3 separate regions of the Sus scrofa genome follow, and regions 1 and 3 are each linked to region 2. Evidence: chromatin contacts called from public Hi-C data. All regions are on one chromosome and are shown on one strand. The core of a region is the stretch at or near the end of the contact, and the rest is flanking DNA. Distances in the headings are between cores, read along the strand shown. Region 1 holds the start of GNAQ (G protein subunit alpha q). Region 2 holds the start of VPS13A (vacuolar protein sorting-associated protein 13A). Region 3 overlaps GNAQ (G protein subunit alpha q).

Region 1 (2,711 bases), core at 144-2,643, 840 kb before region 2:
ATTCCTTCTTTCCTCCAGTAGCACTCCAAGATTGAATGTATTTTATTTTCTGTGATTGAACTGGGGGTCTGAGGTGACGCGAGATACTTTCTAACCAAATGGCGTTTTAGAAATAGGAACTGGAGAGAACAGTGAACTGGGCGAAGAGCCGCCCGGCAAAGCGGATCTGCGGGCGGGGGACGCGAGCGCCGCGGGCACCTTCAGAGTGCGGCCGGGTGTTCACAGCGCCGGCCGGTGCACGGGGCTCGCTGGGCTGAGTCCCGCGCCTTCCCGGTGGGGCCGCCGCCGCGTTCCGGGGCCGGTGGGCAGAAGGCGGGCGGAGGCCGCCATATTCCCGTTTTACCACGCCCGGGCGGTCGGCCGGCAGCTGCAGGTTGGCGGCGGCCCGGGCTGCGCCTCGGCGACCCGGCCCCGCCCCCCCGCCAGGGACTGCCTTGATCGCTGAGCCCGCGGGCCAGACCCCGGGCGCGGGAGCGGGAGGCGCCCGCAGAGTCCGAGGGGCCCGGTGCAGCCGCCGAGCGGCGCGAGCGAGGCGAGAGCCGCACTGGGAGGCGCGCCGTGTCGGCTGCGAGCCCAGGAAAGCCTTCCAGGAGGGGCCGGGAGGCACCGCCTCCCGCTCCCCTCCTCCCGCGCCCACTCCCTCCCTCCTCCTCCTCTTGCCGCCGCCGCCGCCGCCTCCCTCCCGGATCTGTGCTCTAGTTCAGAGAAGAAGAAAATGTGTGTGTGTGGCGAGGGGGAGGGCGAGCACTGAGCAGCAGCTCCGCGCCTGGCAATCGAGGCCGGGGGTGGGCGTCTGGCGGGGGCGGAGGCGGAGGCGGAGGAGCGCGCGGCGGCCGGGCGGGCCGGCTAGCCGGGTTTGCGCGCGAGCCGGGCGGTGGGCGCGGGCAGGGCCGAGGGCACCCGGGAGCCGTGTCAGGCAGCGGTGAGGAGCAGGCGCGCCAGGCGTGGGGAGCCGTCGGCGGCCGCTCGCTGCGGGGACGCCCCGGTGGATGTGCTCTCGCCGCCGGGCGCACGGCTTAGGGGAGCCTCGGCGGCGGCGGCGGCGGCGCGGGGGGCGAGGCGGGCCGCCCATTCCCGGGGAAGGAGGCGCGGGCGTCTGAGCGAGGCCGGGCGCGGCGGCCTTCCCTAGCGCGCCCCCCGAGCCAGCGCCCGCGGCCGCCTCCCGCGCCCGCCTCGCTCCTCCCGGCAGCCCGAGCCGCACGCTCCCGCCGCACCCCCGGCCCACCTGGTGGCCCCGGCCCTCGCCGCGGACCCCGCGGCGGTTCCCCGAGCTCGTCCAGGACGCGCGCCCGGGCGGCGGGGGCTCGGCGGCCACCGCTGCCTCGGGGGAGCGAGGGCGGGAGGGTGTGTGTGCGCGCTTGTTGAGCAGGGGGTGCCGGCGGGGCTGCAGCGGAGGCACTTTGGAAGAATGACTCTGGAGTCCATCATGGCGTGCTGCCTGAGCGAGGAGGCCAAGGAAGCCCGGAGGATCAACGACGAGATTGAGCGGCAGCTCCGCAGGGACAAGCGGGACGCCCGCCGAGAGCTCAAGTTGCTGCTGCTCGGTGAGTACTGCCTGGGCTGGCCGCCGCGGGCCCTCCCGCCGGGCCTCTGTGCCCCCTGCCCGCCACCCTCAGGCCCCGGGACCGCGGCCCCCGCCCCCGGGCGCCTGCGGCTCGCTCCGGCCCTCCCCGGGCGCGCCCCCGGACACTTCCCGCACTCGCGCGGGCGCGCACACGCCCGCGCGCGCGCGCAGAAGGGTAGGGGCTGCCCTGCCCAGGGCCTTGGCGTGTGCCTTTTGGTATCCCTGAGGGCTGTGCACTCGCGATGCGCGTTTATCTGCGGTGCATCTGCTACCTAGCAGATTGCTTCGGGGAGAGGCACGGTGGTGGGGTGGTGGGCTGAAGGATTGAACTTCCAGTGTCGTGGCCCTGGCGCCCGGTGGGGTGGTGGAGTTGGGGAGCTGTGTGTGTGTGGCCCCAGGGTGACGAGCGGAGCCAGGGCACGTTGTGGGATGGCGTGCAGTGGGGTAGCCTGTTTGCAGCCATTGTCAGTGCTTTGGGGGTCGAGAGGGAATGGTGGAACGGTGGGCACACTCGCGGCTGGATTCTCCAAGGAGTGATGTTGAGGGAGCCCAGTGGTTGGCTCTTCGAAGAAAGGGGCTTATGTATTGGGGCGGGGGGAGGCGGGGAGGCAAGCCCAGATGTGTCACACGAGTGCACCAGACCACCAAAAGGAGGGACCCAGAAGAGTTTCTTTATGGTGACAGGAATGTTTCTCCACCATTCTTTTCAGATAAAGATGAGGGGATATAGGAGATTGTGCGATGTGGTTGTTGACAGCGACGGGTATCTTTTGTTTAATGAGGCAACCCAGATGTAGGCCTGAATTCACAGTAGTTACTACTGAAAGCCAGTACAGCCTCTCAATTACTCCCATGGAAACAAATAGAAACCTTTTGTTTAAAACGGACAGGATTTTAATATCTTTGGAATCTGGGCTAGAAGGAAAACGGGAAGTGAACAGCAAAAATTTCTCTTTAATTTCTAAAAAATAACCCATCATTTTGTCCTAACACTAAGTTAGCAAGAAAATACCATTTCTCGTCTAGGAATTTTATTGATTATTATCTCTGAGAGAATGTTCAGAATCAACGTTCACATACAAATCAGGGCGACATAACTCTGAGCTATTGTGGTAGGAAGAACAAACAGCTTTGCAGTAACAGGCCT
Region 2 (2,716 bases), core at 127-2,626:
TATTTCATAAAAGAAAAATACCAAAGTACTTTAGAAGACTGAAAGTGTGTGTATATTCAAGAACAGTAAAAATTTTTTAAACATATACTACAAACACACACAAAAATAACCCTAGCTTTAGCCTGGGAGAGTCATTTTGTAAAGAAGAGGAATCTGTTGTCTAACGGGTTTTAAATAGATAAGGGTATATAATACACAAACAGGTGGAAGCACTAAAAATGAAGCACCAAATAAGAAAGACCACCAGAAAACAACGGACGCTATAATAAAGCCCCGGTCCCTCACCATCTAAACAACATTAAGGACAGGTTCATCCCCGTATGAGAAGTTGCCCGGCGCACCTCGTTTTTTAAAAAATTCAGTTAACTCACTGGGATCCACAAAACCCCAAAGCTTTACACTGCTGCGTGAGGTTGTGAATTTAAAACACACAACCAACCCCTCGAGTCACTCTGCACAGGAGTTTTCGCCCTGTGTTACCAGCCAACCCAAGCGAGCCACCCCGGAGTCCAGGTGGTGTGGCCGGAAGGGGGAGCCCAGAAGCCGGCACCGTTCGGCCGTACCGGGAGGCTGGGCGAGGAAGGAAGAGGGCGTCTTTGGTCACAACGCCTGGCTTTCACGTGCAAGGCGGCGTGAGCCACTCCGTGGGCTGCCCGGGGCCTCCGTCACGACCCAAGGGGGTAAAATGGAACAAACTAAGCTCAACTGCGTCTCGTTGCCAACCCTCGCCCAGCACAGCTGAAACTGGACCGCCAGGGGCAGAAAAGGGCGCCTCGGCGGGATTTGAACTCCAGACCCTTGGAGTCCACTGCAGGTCCTCTTAGCCAGAAACAGGGGCCCTTTTCATCCCGCACCCAACACCCCATTCCCCTCAGGCCAAAAAAATAACTCGCAGACGGAGGCCCGGAACTGCTGCCGGGCTCTACGTAATCTGACCCCAACGAGAGCGGCGGCAGGTGGTAGCGCTCGGCGAGCGAGGGGCTCGAGGCCCCAAAAAGGCAAGGCCAGGCGCTGGCAACTGGAGCCTGGGAGGGAGGCGAGATGGAAGGGCGGCGGCGGTCTCATTACCTCCCCAGATGCCCAGAGTGAGTTGGGATGTGTCCAGGTTCACCACATAGTCCCCCAAGAACCGGTTCAACACGTCCACGACCACCGACTCGAACACCATTTTCCTCAGCCGCGGTGGACGCGGAGCTCCTTTTCCCTGAGCCTGCCTTCCTCGGGCCCCTCTCAGGAGGCGCTCAGTTCATCGGCTCCGGGGCGACTCCTACTCTGCCGCCACCGGTGCCGGACACGAAACGCCGCCGCGAGCCCTAGGAGGGGCCAAAGTGCCTGCTCGCGCGACTCATGCGCAGCTCCGGCTCCAGGTTTGGGGCGGAGCGATAGGCCGGGAGAGAGCTACCGCGCCTGCGCGGCCGCCTCTCTGACGCTTGCCCCTTTCGGGCACAGCTGGGCTCTGCCTTCTCCTCGGCCCCGCCTCCTCCCCCATTGCCTGGCAACTGGGCGAGCATCAGGAGCAGCCAAACATTTTCCGACCCCGCCCCACCGGCTTTTCCGCAACACTACTGATCGCGTGGGCAGGGACCTGGTGGGCGCGCGGAGGTTACTCCCAGCATGAAAGGTCCCCCGCCAACAGAAGAGACACAACTCCTGCGGGCGGGGTGGTCCTGCAATACTAAGTGGAACCGGACGGGTTCCAGCCTCTTCCCGGTTAAGTGGGAGGCGTCCCAGTGTACCAGGGAGAACTCCCTTATTATTACAGGTTCTGAGGTACAGCAGAGCCCCGGCATTGCTTTCTGAGTTCGACCAGCCTGAGTGTTTGGACGCCCTCCAGGTCCTTGAGCGTTTCCCTGGCTGCAAATCGAGAGAGGGAAGAGTGAACTCGGGGTTGTAATTCCATGCCCCTTTCCCTACATCTGAGATCGCACTCTTTTTGGTCAAGTTATTTACACGGAGCCGACTTTCATCCCTTAGAGAGTCAGCCAGTCCGGAAACTGCTGAGCACCCTCCAAGAAATACTTCAAGACATAGACCCTGAACCCTTGAGCCTTGGCAGAAAGACTGATCTTAAATAAATAAATACACCCACTCCCACCCCGGCGTTTGGTCTGAGGTCACAAAGGCCTGAGGTCACAGAGACGCTGGATGTGAAGTTTGGAGAACCATAATTAATAAACTCTTAAAGATTTAAGAGGTAGGGGTGTAGTTTAAACTTCTCTCTGCATGGCAAATGATGAGTTTCTGTGATTTCTTCATCATGCAAGCGCTTTTTCTGCAGTCACCGAAATTTTTTAAGGTTTAAAGATTTACTTTCGCAAGTAGAATGCCTGGCAAATACGTGTAAAATCTTGTTTTACATGAGTTTATTAGTTATTTTCATATAATTTCATATTTGAAGGGCCTTTATTAGGTCACATTTCAATCTCTTGGTCTTTAAGGTAATGAAGCTGCAATGTTAGGGATTTGTCCAAAGTGACACAACTAATTTTCTACAGAAACAGATGGAATCTGGTACTTTTGACTGACTCCACCCCACCAACCCACCTATTCTCTTTCATTTGTCTATTGACATTGGAAATTTACCTCGAATACTTCAACAGAGTATAACAGAAACCAATACCAACTAAAATGCCCAGAAAACGGAAAAGCTTTATGTAATTATGGATTTTTCTATTGTTCTATTGTTTATAAGTCAGATATACAGTAGCTACAAAAT
Region 3 (2,834 bases), core at 188-2,687, 570 kb before region 2:
TTTACACTGAAAGAAAAGGCAATTCTTGTTGGAATTATTTCAAGTTGTGTTCATCTTTGGAGAGAGTATAACAGTCTCAGTAGATGAGAAACTCATGTCTTCTTAGTGGACCTTCTGCCCACCTGGGATATAGAGCCAGGGGAGGGGAGTTTGCAGTTTCTGTGCTGTTTGGCAGTTGTGTTCTCGTTGGGCTTTTAATATAGGATGCTATTCCAGTGGGGTTCAAGGCACAAACGTCAGCTTTGCCCCCTGGCTTCCAGGACAACACAGGTCCTTATTTTCAAAGCATTAAAACCCAGTGAATTCCCTACATTTGGAGGATATTTAGGACTTATTCAGAAGGAGAAAATGGGGGTAAGGGTGGGGGAACCACGATTTTAAGATTTAACAGCCTTGATTAAACGTCATGATGGCTTGAGAGGGATAAAGAAGGTGAAAGGTTTTGCTCAGGAGATCCTATGAAAATAGACCAATTTGAGATCTATAGTGTTCCTTCTCCTTTAAGCGGTTTTGTCATTTTAAAAGAGTTCTCTTTAGACATTAATATCCTCATTCCATTTTATCAAATTCTACTCTTGTGGAAATCTGACAAGAGTCACTGTTGTTGTTTCACTTTTGAGCACTTAATCTTACATCCTGACTTGTATCATTTTCTAATAGTTTGAGTATACATCTGAATTTCTTAGTGAGATTATAAGCTCCTTGGCAAGAACAGCCAGTGATGCATACTGGCAGAGCAGCTGACCACCTACGTGGTCTGTTTACCGCAGTGGCTCTCAACAGGGCTGGAGGGAGGCTCTTTTGCACCCCAGGGAACATTTGCCAATGTCTGCAGACATCTTTGGGTCTCACAATAGGAGGGGTGCCCTGGCATCTAGTGGGAAATGTTACGGTTCTGCTCAACATCCTAAAATGGACAGAACAGCCCTCCAGAATGAAGAATTATCCTGCCCCAAATATCAGAAGTGCAGAAGTTGAAAAACTCTGCTTTGGATGAACCCAGAAGACCACCCTACCTTCCTCCTGGTTCGTCCCCCTGCCAGCTCACTGACATCAGGAACTTCGAAGTTAGAGGTTCCTACATGTGGCTTGTGTCAGCCCCCACATGCCAATCATTACACATTAGTCTGCCCCAACAGATACTTAATATAAGGGTAATCTCATTTGCCCGTTATTTCTTTCCAAAGGTAGATCTTATAGGGAACTGTGAAGGACAGGAGTGCAGAGAGTATTTCAGAAGGCACTAGAGAAAGGCTTACCAAAATCTCAAGTTAACTTAGTTGTTGTTCAAGACAGCCATTCCCTTTGTCACCCCCCCCAAAGGCTCCATTTAGCCACCTTGTTGCAAACAGGAGCAAAGGGTATTCACTCAGAGGCCATCACGCTTTAAGGAGTGCTGATCCTTCCAGCAAAGGCGACTCCAGCTGTTAGCACTTTACACCGCTGCTGGGGCAGGCAGTGGCCACGAAACTGCATAACCAGGCATCTGAACACCATTGTCTGGTGGCCTCATGGCAATAAGCCCAGCCTGGAAGGGAGTGAGCATTTTGTGCATGTTCAGCACCTCTCCCTTCTGGATCAGACTCAAAGTCAGGGACACCCAGAAATCTCATCAAATGTGCATTATTTAGTAGTCAAAAATCACAAGGGACAATGGTGTTTATTTTCTTTCTCCCAGATTCTTAAAAGTATACCTTCCTTATTTGAAAGTGTTTCAACAGTTATCAAGAACAATTCACACTTTCCATATATGTTGTGAGTTAATGATGTGTTATATACAAACTCTAAACCACTGAAAAAGAACTAAGGAAAGCTTAAAAGCTTTAAGGAAACAAAGAAGAATTTTTCTTCTCTACAGATTTTATTCTCTGCCTCACAGTGTGCCAATTTTTTTTTTTTTTTTACTGTAGTGAATAATACATAAATTTACCATTTTTAAGGTGTACAGTTCAGTGGTATCAAAAACATTCACGTTGTAATGCAGCCATCACCACCATCCATCTCAGAATTTTTCATCTTTGCAAACTGAAACTAAACCCATTAAGCATTAAATCTCCACTTCCCCTTTCCCCACCCCCTAACAGCCACCATTCTACTTTCTGTCTCTAGGAATTTGACTACTCTCCAGGTATTTCATAAGTGGAACCATGTGGTATTCATCCTTTTTGACTGACTTTATTTTGCTTAGCATCGTGTCTTCAAGATTCATCCATGTATAAGTCACAGTTTCCTTCCTTTTTGAGGCAGAATATTTCATTGTATGCATATATAGCATTTTGTTTATCCATTCATCCATTAATGGATATTTATGGGTTGTTTCTACCTTGTGACTGTTTGGATATTACTGCTATAAAATGGGTATATAAGTATTTTTTTCAGGTTCCTGCTTTCATTTCTTTCTTCTACCCACAAGTAGAATTGCTGGAGTATAAAGTAATTCTATTTTTAATTTTTGGAGAAACCACCATATTGTTTTTCATAGTGGCTATACCATTTTATATTCCCACCAGCAATGTATTAAAGTTAAAATTTCACTGCATTCTTGCTGAACACTTAGTATTTTTTATTTTGTTTTGTTTTTTTAAAATAGCATTCTCAATAGATATAAAGTGGTATCTCACTGTGATTTTGATTTCCCTAATGGTCATTTGCACATTATCTATGAAGAAATGTCTTTTCTTCATAGATAATGAACCTTTGAATCAGCTTTCTGTTATTGATGAACTTTAAGGGTTATTTATATGGTCTAAATATTAAACTATATGATACATGACTTGCCATATGTTTTCTCCCACTGCATAGCTGATATCAGCTTCTTGAAGTCATTATTATTC

The links. A called contact is a pair of places that touch in the nucleus more often than the background predicts.
Region 1: a contact with region 2 is called in a Hi-C map of brain, with 5 times the contacts expected there. The contact joins the promoter of GNAQ here to the promoter of VPS13A in region 2. A contact is called at or near these places in 1 of 5 promoter capture datasets (liver), 10 of 47 Hi-C or Micro-C datasets (alveolar macrophages, brain, embryonic fibroblasts and 6 more) and 1 of 2 datasets of contacts at active chromatin or transcription factors (skeletal muscle).
Region 3: a Hi-C map of omental adipose tissue shows a contact between it and region 2, with 1.6 times the contacts expected there. The contact joins the enhancer-like site here to the promoter of VPS13A in region 2. A contact is called at or near these places in 1 of 5 promoter capture datasets (fetal skeletal muscle), 9 of 47 Hi-C or Micro-C datasets (embryonic fibroblasts, epiblast stem cells, fetal heart ventricle and 5 more) and 1 of 2 datasets of contacts at active chromatin or transcription factors (alveolar macrophages).

The regions. Positions count from the first base shown.
Region 1 is chr1:230,905,670-230,908,380 of Sscrofa11.1, reverse strand. GNAQ (G protein subunit alpha q) reads left to right here and starts at 1,393. Exons shown (of 7, transcript NM_001038623.1): 1 at 1,393-1,544. The coding sequence starts at 1,409.
Region 2 is chr1:230,067,999-230,070,714 of Sscrofa11.1, reverse strand. VPS13A (vacuolar protein sorting-associated protein 13A) reads right to left here and starts at 1,376. Exons shown (of 73, transcript XM_021065108.1): 1 at 1,069-1,376. The coding sequence starts at 1,168.
Region 3 is chr1:230,641,459-230,644,292 of Sscrofa11.1, reverse strand. All of the region lies in intron 5 of GNAQ (G protein subunit alpha q), which reads left to right. Among named protein-coding and RNA genes, the nearest start is that of GNA14, 98 kb to the right of the region's middle. Within about 2 kb of position 1,437, at least 8 of the 83 cell types and tissues checked have an H3K27ac peak or open chromatin away from gene starts, as enhancers often do. A contact at or near this core is called in omental adipose tissue and subcutaneous adipose tissue, where this site is marked.